Regions from separate parts of the Hordeum vulgare genome. Here region 2 is linked to region 1. A link is a contact called in public Hi-C data. All regions are on one chromosome and are shown on one strand. Each heading gives the region's core, a stretch centred on a gene start, on an enhancer-like site or on the middle of the called end of the contact. The rest is flanking DNA. Distances are from core to core; before and after follow the strand shown. Region 1 holds the start of LOC123407658 (60S ribosomal protein L17-2). Region 2 holds the start of LOC123409718 (exocyst complex component EXO70A1-like).

The links. Hi-C and Micro-C count contacts between places; a contact is called where the count stands out from the background.
Region 2: a contact with region 1 is called in a Hi-C map of seedling, with 2.2 times the contacts expected there. The contact joins the promoter of LOC123409718 here to the promoter of LOC123407658 in region 1. A contact is called at or near these places in 2 of 6 Hi-C or Micro-C datasets (leaf and seedling) and 1 of 1 datasets of contacts at active chromatin or transcription factors (embryo).

The regions. Positions count from the first base shown.
Region 1 is chr7H:202,948,487-202,954,281 of MorexV3_pseudomolecules_assembly, reverse strand. It overlaps LOC123407658 (60S ribosomal protein L17-2), which reads left to right and starts at 2,180. Exons shown (of 7, transcript XM_045100843.1): 1 at 2,180-2,355; 2 at 2,445-2,481; 3 at 2,593-2,633; 4 at 3,577-3,807; 5 at 3,907-4,009; 6 at 4,087-4,154; 7 at 4,369-4,586. The coding sequence starts at 2,353. The coding sequence ends at 4,404. It overlaps LOC123412522 (a long non-coding RNA gene), which reads right to left and starts at 1,104. Exons shown (of 3, transcript XR_006613528.1): 1 at 1,075-1,104; 2 at 160-249.
Region 2 is chr7H:203,133,289-203,138,959 of MorexV3_pseudomolecules_assembly, reverse strand. It overlaps LOC123409718 (exocyst complex component EXO70A1-like), which reads right to left and starts at 2,665. Exons shown (of 1, transcript XM_045102579.1): 1 at 57-2,665. The coding sequence starts at 2,071. The coding sequence ends at 317.

The DNA of each region.
Region 1 (5,795 bases), core at 931-3,430:
GATTACACTAACAGGTCCAAGAATTTAACATGAATAAGCAGAAACGAAAAAAATTCCTAGTTCTGCTTTCTACAAAAAATAGGCAAGTGCAACAATGCTCATGTGGTCATAGCACCAAAGAATCACAAGTGAGAAGAGTGGCCAAGATTCAGGTCATACCTTGTTCTTGAGCTTACTCCAGGGTAATTTCCCCTTTGCTTGCGGTAGTTTGTCCTGCTTGGATTTCACCTTTGCTTGTGATAGTTTCTCCTGCTCCACAGAATTTAGCATCAAGACCATACATTTCGGATTAGCAAAGGTGAAAGGGATAAAAAAATTGAAATGTTGAGTCATCCAAATCCTTTCTACTCTTGCCAATTATTCATATGAACCGAGTTTTGAGGCTTCGGAGCCAGTTTCAGCCTTTCAGGCAACATATGGCAAAATGGAAAAAGCATAGAGCCAAGGATCCTGATAATGCACGTTTGGCCATGTAATCCCGAGCAAACATTCAGATAAACTTCTCCTATAACACCATTCATCTACACAGGAAACTACTACATTTTGGCATCAATATTTTCTTGCCAAAATATGACAACAAGCCAGCAACTACTGCAAAGACATGATCCTCATATCTCCCCACACTTTTCACTTGCAGCAAAAGTGCAAAACATGCTATCATACCAATTAGAAGAATCAAGAAGAACACCTAAATCTTTAGCAATTTCGAATAATCACAATAAGATACTCACCTGTCTTTAAATTTCATAACGCACCGCAAGTATAGCTCGAGTAATAATCAGGAAATACCTAATCGTCAAACTGTCCCCCAACATTTTCCCGAGATTTCGTTTCTACTACTAAATCATCCATGATTTTTAACAGACATTGAGATCACAATTCCACATTCCGAACAGAAAGTCAAGCAAGAAAGACCAGATTCACGCCACACATACATGTTCCTTCCTATACATCTCCTCTTCCACGCGCAACGAGTTGAACTGCTCGAGAAGAAACCAAGAAACGCTCAAGAACGCACTCCAGAGACTCCAAGAACCCCAAGAAACAACAAGAGCACGTCGCAGAGGCCATCACCTGCTGTTTCCATCTTCTGTTCTCCTCCTCATCGGTCGCCTACTCTTGAGTCAGTCGCTGGATAACCATCTGGTCGAACACCGTCTTGGAGTCGAACAACTGCGCCACCGCGTCGGGCACCTCCTCGGCCACCTGCTCTTGAATCAGCCGCTCGATGACCACCTGGTCGAGCACCATCTTGGAATCGAACAGCTGCGCCGCCGCGCCGGGCACCTCCTCTGCCACCTGCTCTTGAATCAGCCGCTCGATGAGCATCTGATCGAACATCGTCTTGGGGTCGAGCAGCTGCACCTCCGTCGTCTCCTCCACCACGGGGTCGCTCCACCTCACCCGCCTGAACCTAGCGGCCGCAGCGGCACTCGACTCCGCGCCTTGGAAGGCTCTGAATGCCGCGGCGTAGTCGTGGGAGCGGGTGGAGGAGCTGATGCTGCTGCCCGAAGAGCTCCGCCTCGGAGAAGGAGGGGCAGGATCCTTGCCCTTCCGGGGATCCACCACCGTGGCGGGGCTCGACGCACTTCACCTGCGAGCGGATCCTGCCGACCTCGTCCAGACTCGACGACCGCGGAACAGGGATGGGCATCGTGGAGCGAGGGATATGGGGTCGCGGTGGCGGAGGAAACCCTCGCGTTCTCGTGCGGGGCAACAATTTGATGGAGGCCGCCTCCCTCCCTCCACGCGAGCACGACCGGCGACGGCCAGATGGAGGCGACCTCCCTCCTCCTGCGCCGTCCTTCACGTCGCCGCGGCTGGAGAGGGAGCATATGGATAAGATGAAATAAAGGATCGCGATTAAAATTCTTACAAATATAGGGGGCTTTCTGAAAACACAAAGCGTTTTCTCTATCCATTTACATAGAGACTGCGTGTTGAATACCTAGAAACGGAGGGGCTTTTATGTAAAAACGCGGCGACGGACGCGCCAGAAGTCGTCGGTGCTTTATTAGTATAGGGAAGGGATAGGGATAGGGATAGATAGGGAGAGATTAAACAAAGCGTAAGTTGGGTTTGGTGTCGCTCACGCGGGTGGTTTCTATTTATCGCTCAGTGCGACAAGCTGTCACCGATAAATCCACAACCGAGCTAGCGGAGCGACAAAACCTGGGCCGGCTTATCCTCATCGGACCGTAAGCCCATGAAGAGCTGCTAAGCTCTAGGGTTTCTCGCCTCCTCATAGACCTCCGCCGCCTCCTCAGTTTTCCCCTGTTGGAAGAGTTCGTGCGAAGGCCAGCACACACCCTCCCATCCCTCCTCTCCGGCCACAACCCCACCGCCGCCGCCATGGTAAGCCTCGCCCCTCTCTTCTCAGGCACAATCCTCTGCCTGCTGTATGTGCCGTTCCTCTGACATCCCCGCCGTTGCATCCGTCGCAGGTGAAGTACTCGAGGGATCCGTCCAACCCGACCAAGTGTAAGATCTCCCATCCCTCTGTCCCCTCGATGATTTCTTTCTTTCTTGCTTTGTGGTTCGCCTTCTCCTTGCGGTGGGTTTTGATCCGATGTTTCGTGCTTTCGTGCGCAGCGGCCAAGGCATGTGGCAAGGATCTCAGGGTCCACTTCAAGGTACGTTTCGTGAACCTGCTCTACGCGAGATCTTTTGTCTGCGGTGTAGCTCTGCTGGTTGATTGATCCCAGACTAGCGTGCTTGTCAATTTTCACGCGATCTTGTTGATTTAGGGTTAGGGATTGTGCCAATGGCGTGATTTTGAACTGTGATAAACATAGCGAGTAAAGGTTCTGGTCTGTTGTTTGCATGAACAGTCCCTGAGTTGTCACTTTGTGAAGCTGCTGCATGTTGCTTCAGTTTTGAAGTCTGTGTTTTGCACATTAAATTTTGGCAAATATCATACAGTGTAGTGGCAACATTGAGTATTGTTGTGTTCATTGCTCGCTTCATAGTTGTCACTTTGTGAAGCTGCTGCATGTTGCACTGCTCAATCTCCTAAGTCTCAGTGATCTTTTGCCCCCTTTCTAAAAGTCTAGATTAATCTTTTAGAAGATTCTCGCTCCGATACATTCAAGTCAGGATTAATCGTTTAGAGGATTCTGTATCCTAATAGTTTAGTTTACGTTATGTGATATCTTCCCATCTTCTTGTTTCTTATCTTTACATTGCATAAGTTGAATAATCTCAGTTATGAGCACCCCAAATATTCGTTAGCCTGCTCTATTTAGTATTATTTGCTGTCGAGGCATGTATACCAAGCATTGCTCACTCTCTGTACTTGGTGAAAAATATCCCATGTACGTAATATATTACCATTTCTTCCTAGGGCTAATAATTTGTAAAGGAAGGAAATGGGCTGTTGGCCTGTAGTCTTTTCTCTGTCAGTTTTTGCATCTGTAAAACTAAGTTCAGTTATTTTATCATAGACTCTGGTGCCAGCACAGTTCTTTCTTGTTCATTTCTGTGCTACGCTGATATTGCAGTAGCATCATTGTCAAATTGGTATATCTTCTCTTGTTTGTTTTGCTTGTTTTGCTAACCTGTTAATACTGGATGCAGAACACACGCGAGACAGCTTTCGCTCTTCGCAGGATGCCTTTGGGCAAGGCTAAGAGGTACCTTGAGGATGTTCTCGCTCACAAGCAAGCAATTCCCTTCCGTAGATACTGCAGAGGTGTGGGCCGTACTGCACAAGTAAAGAACCGCCAGCCAAATGGGCAGGGTCGCTGGCCTGCAAAGTCGGCCCAGTTCGTGCTGGATTTGCTGAAGAATGCTGAGAGTAACGCTGAAGTATGCTGCTGCTTTATCCTTCTCATTCTATTTTTGATATGCATCATAGTCTCTCAACTTTTGTTTTGGTTAACCGAAGATCTGTTTCTTATTGTACAGGTTAAAGGCTTGGATGTCGACAACCTCTACATTTCACACATCCAGGTGAACCAAGCCCAAAAGCAGAGGCGCCGGACGTACCGTGCTCATGGACGCATCAACCGTAAGTTGTCAAGCGTGTTATATTGAAATGTCTAGTTTGCTTTCATCGGACATGGTGCTAATGTTTCTTGATGGCAGCTTACATGTCCAACCCCTGCCACATTGAGCTGATCTTGTCAGAGAAGGAAGAGCCTGTGAAGAAGGAGGTATGCTCATTTTATCCCTTTGCATTTATTTCAGTTATTCCTGGTTTGAAACTTGTATTTTTTGTCAATGTTTTCTAACTATCTAAAATGAAACTCTCAAGAAAATTACCTTTAAATCGGTGTTACAATAATTACATTGCCATGCTCTCTGTTCTTATATGCGCTTTGTTTAGCTGTGTCTCGTAATGCATGTATATATTGTCTCCTTTTGTAGGCTGACAACGTCGTTGCACCAAGGAAAGCTATCTAAGCTAACGGAGTGGCTGCATTTGTCTGAGAATCTTAGTTGTAGTTCCTTTCAAGTACCTTTGGTGGCAGTGTTTGTTGCCTCCTAGATGTTTTTGGTACCAACATGGAGTAAGGATTTGTTAAGGTTGATGCTATCCTTGTGATTGCGAATGGTCTTTATATATGCTAAAACTGTTTCGGATATTCGAGCATTAGCCCACCAGAACTTGTTTCTTAGAGATCTTTGTCCTTTCGGGCTGTACACTTAAGAGTTTGGCAATTCACTTTTTGGTTGCTTTGAATGATCCACTTTTTAGTTGAACTGTCAAAACGTCTTATATTTAGGAACAGAGATGGCCTACTGCTACCCGGATTCTTTGCAATTCTTAATTGCATTGTTGCACTTGCACATCCTTTGTTTGCCGCTGAAGAATATTTTATTTAATTAATGCGAATGGCTTATTTTACCGAGTTTGCAGCCAGTCTACTGGCAGACGCGGTGCGCATGGAGCGTGCTGGGAAGGCAACCATCCAGGTGCGGTCAAACCGTTGAAGAGCCCGTCCGTCCAATTCCGTGGCTGTATAATGTCAAATCACCGAAGTCATGATCGAACAAAGAAGGCTGTAGTGGGCGTCGTAAAAGAACGCGTATAATCCGCACTGGAAAAAACAGCCACGAAAGAGCGGTCCGGACCGTGAAAACAATGCAACGACACAGTCTGGACATCCGTTTTCCTGTAACCAGCAAAGGAGGACTATTTTGGTGGCAAAAAAATCCCCTTTCTCGCCCCTCACTTCTATCATTAATTCATGTCCTTTTCACTCCCGCATGGACCCCTACGAAAAGCTATCGGTGAAGGATTCGTCACGCCCGCCCGAAAGATAAACTTGACAGACACGGCAAAATCATCGCAACTCAAGGAATAAAGTCTATTTTAAACCTTAAAGTCATGTAGCTCGTCGGAATCAAACCCTCAGGTCTAAATCCCTAAAATTGGTACCCTCAACTCTCCAGCTCAATATCAACCCTACATCCACCCTAGCCCTGTTTGTGGCACTAAAAAGGATAATCCCGGCCAGGGTTCTAGGTTCTCTGTACGTGTGAGCTAGCTTCTGAAAAATCCATCCCCTGATTGTGTCTTGGGTTGTGCGTGTTCGGCCAAGCAAGCATATGCATCATAGCTTTCGTTGTATGCATCATAGCTTCCGTTGCTCACAATGGAGGAGGACTTCGAGCACGCGCCTGTACATATTGCCGTGGCGTGCCACATGACATAGTTGCCAACGATGTGATTGCCGGGGGACTGGAGCACGAAGCCGAGCCGACCATCGCCATGACGCAGGTCGCCGGCCACCTCCACGCCATGCGCGCCATCGCCTCGCGGTGACCCAACGGCTCGCGCTGCGTCGCTG
Region 2 (5,671 bases), core at 1,416-3,915, 180 kb before region 1:
GAACGGATCTGACGGTTCGCTACCCAACTGATTTTATAAAAAGATCAGTTGGTTGATTTGTAGCAATCCTCTTCAGTTTTATATGTAAATCCGGTGTATTATATATACACTCCTGAATTCGTTTGCTATTTACAGATGTGCCGACCATGGACTTGTACTACCAGTACAGGTGAGCAATGCTTGGCAAGACAAATCATGAATCCGTGCCGCAGTGTATCGTCCGGTGGCTTCCCGAACTCCTTCCCGACAGCAGAGAGCTGCCTCTCAAGAATGTTGCAGTCAGAAGCAGAGCTCCTCTGCTCCGCTCCTCCTATCACTACTTGACCAACTTCTGCACGCCTTCGAAGAAATCCAGCATGTAGTCCTCGAGATCCTCTAGGGTGTACTTGACGTGCTTCGACGCCGAGTGCCGGCTGCCGCCAGACGACGACCCCGTCTGCGGCCTCGGCCGCGACAGGAACGACCGGTACGCCGGGATAAGCCGCTCCGACACGGCGATGCGGAGTTCCTCCCGGAGCTGCGGGTCGATCACTTTCCACGCCGTCTGGTTCCGGTACAGCTCCTCGAACGCCGCGTTGAAGCTCCTCGCCTTGTCCTTGACCGTCGGCGCCGCGCTGCCGCCGTCGTCCCTGAGAAAGGATAGCACGGTGATCCACGACGCCCGGAGGTAGCCCGTCTCGTACTGCCGGATCTGGCCGCGGTGCCGGCGGATCCAGTCGTCGCCGAGGAGCTCCCGGAGCGGGGAATCCATCACCTTCTGCACGATGTAGTACAGGTTGTTCATGAGGAATATGTGCTTCAGGCCGGCATCGTCGTACAGGCACGACTTCTCGTCCATCTTGCGCAGCAGCCCGGTCAGCAGCTCGAGCATGCACCGCCCTGACGGCGTCGATGTAGCGCCGCCGCCGCCGCTGGGGGCTTCGTCGCCGTCGACCGCATCGGCTGTGTCGACGAGGATCATGTCCAGCGTGCTGCGGCAGTCCGCGAGGAGGCCGCAGTAGTTGATCACGTAGCGGTTCATGGGGTGGATCTCTCCGCCCTGCACGGGCCTCCGCGACGACTCGCCCTGGATGGCGCTTCCGAACTCCTCGATCGTGCGCCGCACGGTGGAGCCCAGCCGCGCGGCGACGGCTGAGACCTCGGCGCCGAAGAGCTCGCGCGCGTCTCCCGTGAACAGGGCCTCGAGCTCCGGCGCGACGTCAGCGAGCGCCTCGTACATGCCGAGCGTGCGGTAGAGCTTCTCCGTGGCGCGCGCAGACATGGCGACGGCGTCCGCGAAGCCGAGCAGCTGCAGGACGCAGCCCCTGGAGACGTCGGCAAAGCACTCGTGGCCGAGCTCCTCGTCGGACGCGAAGACCTCGTCGCAGAGCCGCCGCTCGCCGGCGAGGAGGGTCCTGACCACGACCCGGATGGCATGGTTCCACCGCCGCATCTTCTGGTCGAGCACCAGCCATTCCATCCTTAACACCTCCTCGATGGCCACGGGCTCGGCGGCGCCCAGCTGGTGCGCCACGGCCTCCGCGAGGGCGTCGCGGCGGGCGGTGACGTAAACCTGCGCGAGCTCCGGGCCGTAGCCGGCGCGCAGCATGCGGTCCGCGACGCCGCGGACGGAGGCAGCCGCGCGCGGTGAGAGGCGCGGCGACGCGTCGGGCGGCGTGGCCGCGTCGTCGAGGTCGTCCGAGGAGAGCGAGAGGCGCCGCGCGGACGAAGAGCAGAGCAGCGCGCGCGCCTCCTCCTCCAGGCGCGGCATGGCGGCCTGCACGGCCTCGGCCGCGCGGGAGGCGAGGCCGCCCTGGAGCGCGGCCGCGGTGAGGGCGTCGTCGACGGCGTACAGGTAATCGATCATGCCGGACGACGAAGACGACGAGTTGCACCGGCGGATGACGTCCTCCGCGGCCGCGAACGCCTCCTCCTCCTCCTTCTGCTCCTGCTCCCCCTCATCCCTCTCATCGCACCCGTACGCCTCCCCGGTCGCTTGACCCTCCGCCGGAGGGGACGTCGGGAGCAAGCGCGCGTCGTAGATAGACAGCACGCGCATCATGTCATCGGCGGCGTTCTTGGAGACGGCCATCCTCTTCACTATGTCCGTGGGCGGCGCCTCCGAGACCGAGGACGACGCGATCGTCCGATGGAGGAAACAGCAAGAAACCTCGCTGCTGCTTCTGCTGCTGCTTCTGCTTCTTGTTCGGTGGTCTCGTCGCCGATGGAGGTGGCGTGGGAAGACCGGGAGAAAGTATCCGCCACCTACGCCGTGGTTTTAATCGCCTTGTAGTAACGTTGACGCGCGACGGGCCAACCAACCAAACGAAGCACGGTCGCGGTTACCGTGTCAAGCAATTGCCAGATTATCAGCGCGGTTTTTGGACCGCCGCAGAATATTGAGAGGCACGGTTCATACCTGCGCTTGACAGATAAATGTCCCCGTTTCTTTTCTACTTTCTTTCTTTTCGTTTATAAAAGATGAACAACCGATTGTCTGCTTCAGTTGAATAGTAGTACTTGGACGGTTGATCCTCTGTCAGCTTCACGAAAAAGTCAGGATTAACATCATCCCCAATAGTTGCCCTGTTTGTTCTGCACGAAACTGAGATACCGCACTGATTAATTAGAGTAAGAGCATCAGGATTCATTCTTTCTTTAAGACAGCTCTCTCTCTCTCTCTCGCAGAAAAAAAAGGTGTACACAGTTGAATAGCACTCGACCTGATACATCAGTTTCTAATCGGATGGTCGCTCAAACGTGTTCTGGTGTTCATCAACGATATCCTGCGTGGACCGTGGTCAGTCTCTACTATTCTGCACTTGCTTATAGACATTTTGTAGAGATACTTGCTTAGAGAATAGAGACAAGTCAATGCCCGGCGGCCTCCTGGCCCAGTAAGCCGGCACATTTGGCCCACGAACCGCCGAAAAGTCAAGGGGAAAGACTTCTGATCTTTCATAACCGACACAGAAGGTTAGATGAACAATGGCACTTGCCCTGAAAAAGGAATTAAATAATGCTACTGTTCACTAGTCATTGTCATATCGCGAATATCTCGTTATCGTCAAGTCCACATTTGCGTAAATGTACATGATCCCGGCAATCCGATGAAAAAAGATTGAAGAGGCAAACATTCCTGTCTCCATGGACCTTTGCAACGCGGTGCATTGCTTCATCCATGTCTCTTCTCTAGCAACCATCTTGAAAGACAAATCGCTTTCTTTGGCAGTCTAGGCCAAGGAAGCGGGGGCGGCCATGCACAAGCACACGCACACACGCAATTTGGAGAGATAATTGCATCTGTCATCCTGGAAGTTGGCGGCGAGCTCCAATCCAGTCCAGGAAGTTGAGAACTGCTTCGATACTATCCTCATACACGGAAATACGTCACCAATACAGTTCTGGTACTTGGAGTTGCCGTCCCTGCTCTACGCGGCATATACTTATCACGAATACACCGAATGACACGTCACCGCATGGCCCATCCGTCAGTTAAGACCCCACCAGTCAGCTGAGACCCCACCTGTAAGTGCGGACTGGATAAGACTAGGTGAGCCAGTTCGAGGGGGAAAATCCCCAAATCCAACCCGCAACCCCCTCCGGCGATGAGTAGCTCGAGCGTGGAGAGCGAAGACGGCCGAAGTACGGCGGCGGTGGTCGTCGGCGGTGATGGATCCAACCGCAACTTGCTGGATAGGGCTTACCCACACGAGGTTTGGCGTCGTGGTGAGCCCTGTCTCCGTCCAGAGAGGAGTCGTGTCCTGCTGGCACGGACGCCATTGATGGACGCGCTGGAAGCTCGCTACCGCCAGTTCGTTCTTCTGGCCAGTGCGCTTGGAGACGGCGAGGTTGTGACACCGGCGGCTCTCCTGGCCAGCATCAAGGCGTGCTGTGGCATCCTGCCGTCGGAGGTGAGCATCCAGGTAGCGTGCCCCCCGCATGACTTGTGGCTGTTTTTCTCAACGGAGGAGAAGTGTACGCTAGTGCTGCAATCATCAATGAAGTTCAAGTGTTGCAGCCGGTGGATCCAATTTCACCGCTGGGTCAGAGAGATTCGAGCCACTGCGGCTGGTCTGGAGTACAAGCCGAAGTTAAGTTTCGTAGGGCTTCCAGATCAAGCTTGGTCGATGCAGTCAGTTATAGGTGTTCTGAAGGATTTGGGTGGTGACCTGATAGAGATGATACCGCCAAAGAACCGACGGGAGCTGGAGGTAACTGCGTGGTTCCGTGACCCATCGAAAGTGCCCAAGTTGCTGGACGTGGAGATAACGAAGCCTAAGCTTGCGCTGTGTACTGATCCTCCTCCAGAATCTCTTGATGAGTTTGTCGCGCGTGAAGAAGCGTCGTTGTACGGGCCATCCTCGCCGAAGAAGAAGACGCTAGTTTATCCTGTCATTTGTCACTTGAAAGAGGCTGTTGATCGTGGTCCTCTGCTTGCCGAAGACCTGCCGGATGAATGGCTGCCAAACGAAGGGGAGGACCTGACTCGCACACACAAATTCAGCATTGTGCTTGGCAAAATCGACGACAACGTCGATTGATGTATGTTGTAGTTTCTGTAGGCTATCTATGTTGTTCAGTTTATCGTCAATGTAGTGCATCTGGAATGTATTGGTATGTTGTAGTTCCTGTAGTGCTATCTATCTTTTGTGAACCTGGAATGTAATTCACTGATTATGTGCTGGTATGTTGCAATGTGATCATTGTTATGAAAATGAAAATGATTGTTATGACACACAAGAGACAACTTAGTGCATCAAACATGTTCACAAAAGAGACAACCTTAGTGCATCAAACATGTTCACAAAAGAGACAATCTTAGTGCATCTAACAGTTTATATATTACAAGAGGCTAGCAGAACATGTTCACATATTTCTCTTCTCTCTTCATCCACCCCTGAGCTCATCAAACATGTTCACTTTTCTTGGTTTCTTAAAAACTCTCCTCTTTTGACTAGAACTTGTTGCAGTTCTGTTCAGTGTTGGTTGTTGCTGTTGCTGACATGCATTCATCCTCTCCTCCTCAACCATTGCTTATGTAGTTTGTTGTGCCTCCTTATCTATTTGTAGAAAAGATTGTTGTCTATCAAACTCATCTGCTTGATGTATAAGAAACATTGCCTCCTCTGCAGCAAATTTAGTATTGCAAACTCTTCTTTTCTCTGCAGCAATTCTTTCTCTCTCTTGTGCCTTCAATTGTTTTGCCTCTTCCATATCCTTTCTCCTTCTCTCCATTCCTTCTTTCCTTTTGTCTGCCATGGCAAGTTTTTCCTGTAGGGATTTTAGTTTCTTTTCCTCACTAGTTTTCTTCCTCTCTTCTGCAGCAATTCTTTTTTGTTCTAATGCAGCTTGTTTCTTTGCTAAAAGTTCTTGTTTCTTCTTCTCAGCAGACAACTTGATTTTCTCCTCTTCCTCTTTTAATTTTGCAATGGCTGCATCAAATTTGGCCTGATCTGCTATCTCTCTTCTCTTAGCTGCATCTCTTAGCCTTGCTAGTGCAACAACTTCTCTCTTCCTATGTACATCTCCTGTTTTTCTTGCAGTTGTAGGTTCAATTGCAGGCTGTGATAGGTCCTGTTGCTGCTGTATGAAAGCATTTTCTGGCAGTGGCCCTTGCACAATCTCATCTCTCTGCCTTGCCTCTCTCTGCATTTGTAAAGATGTTACTATCTCTGGCTGATAAAATTGT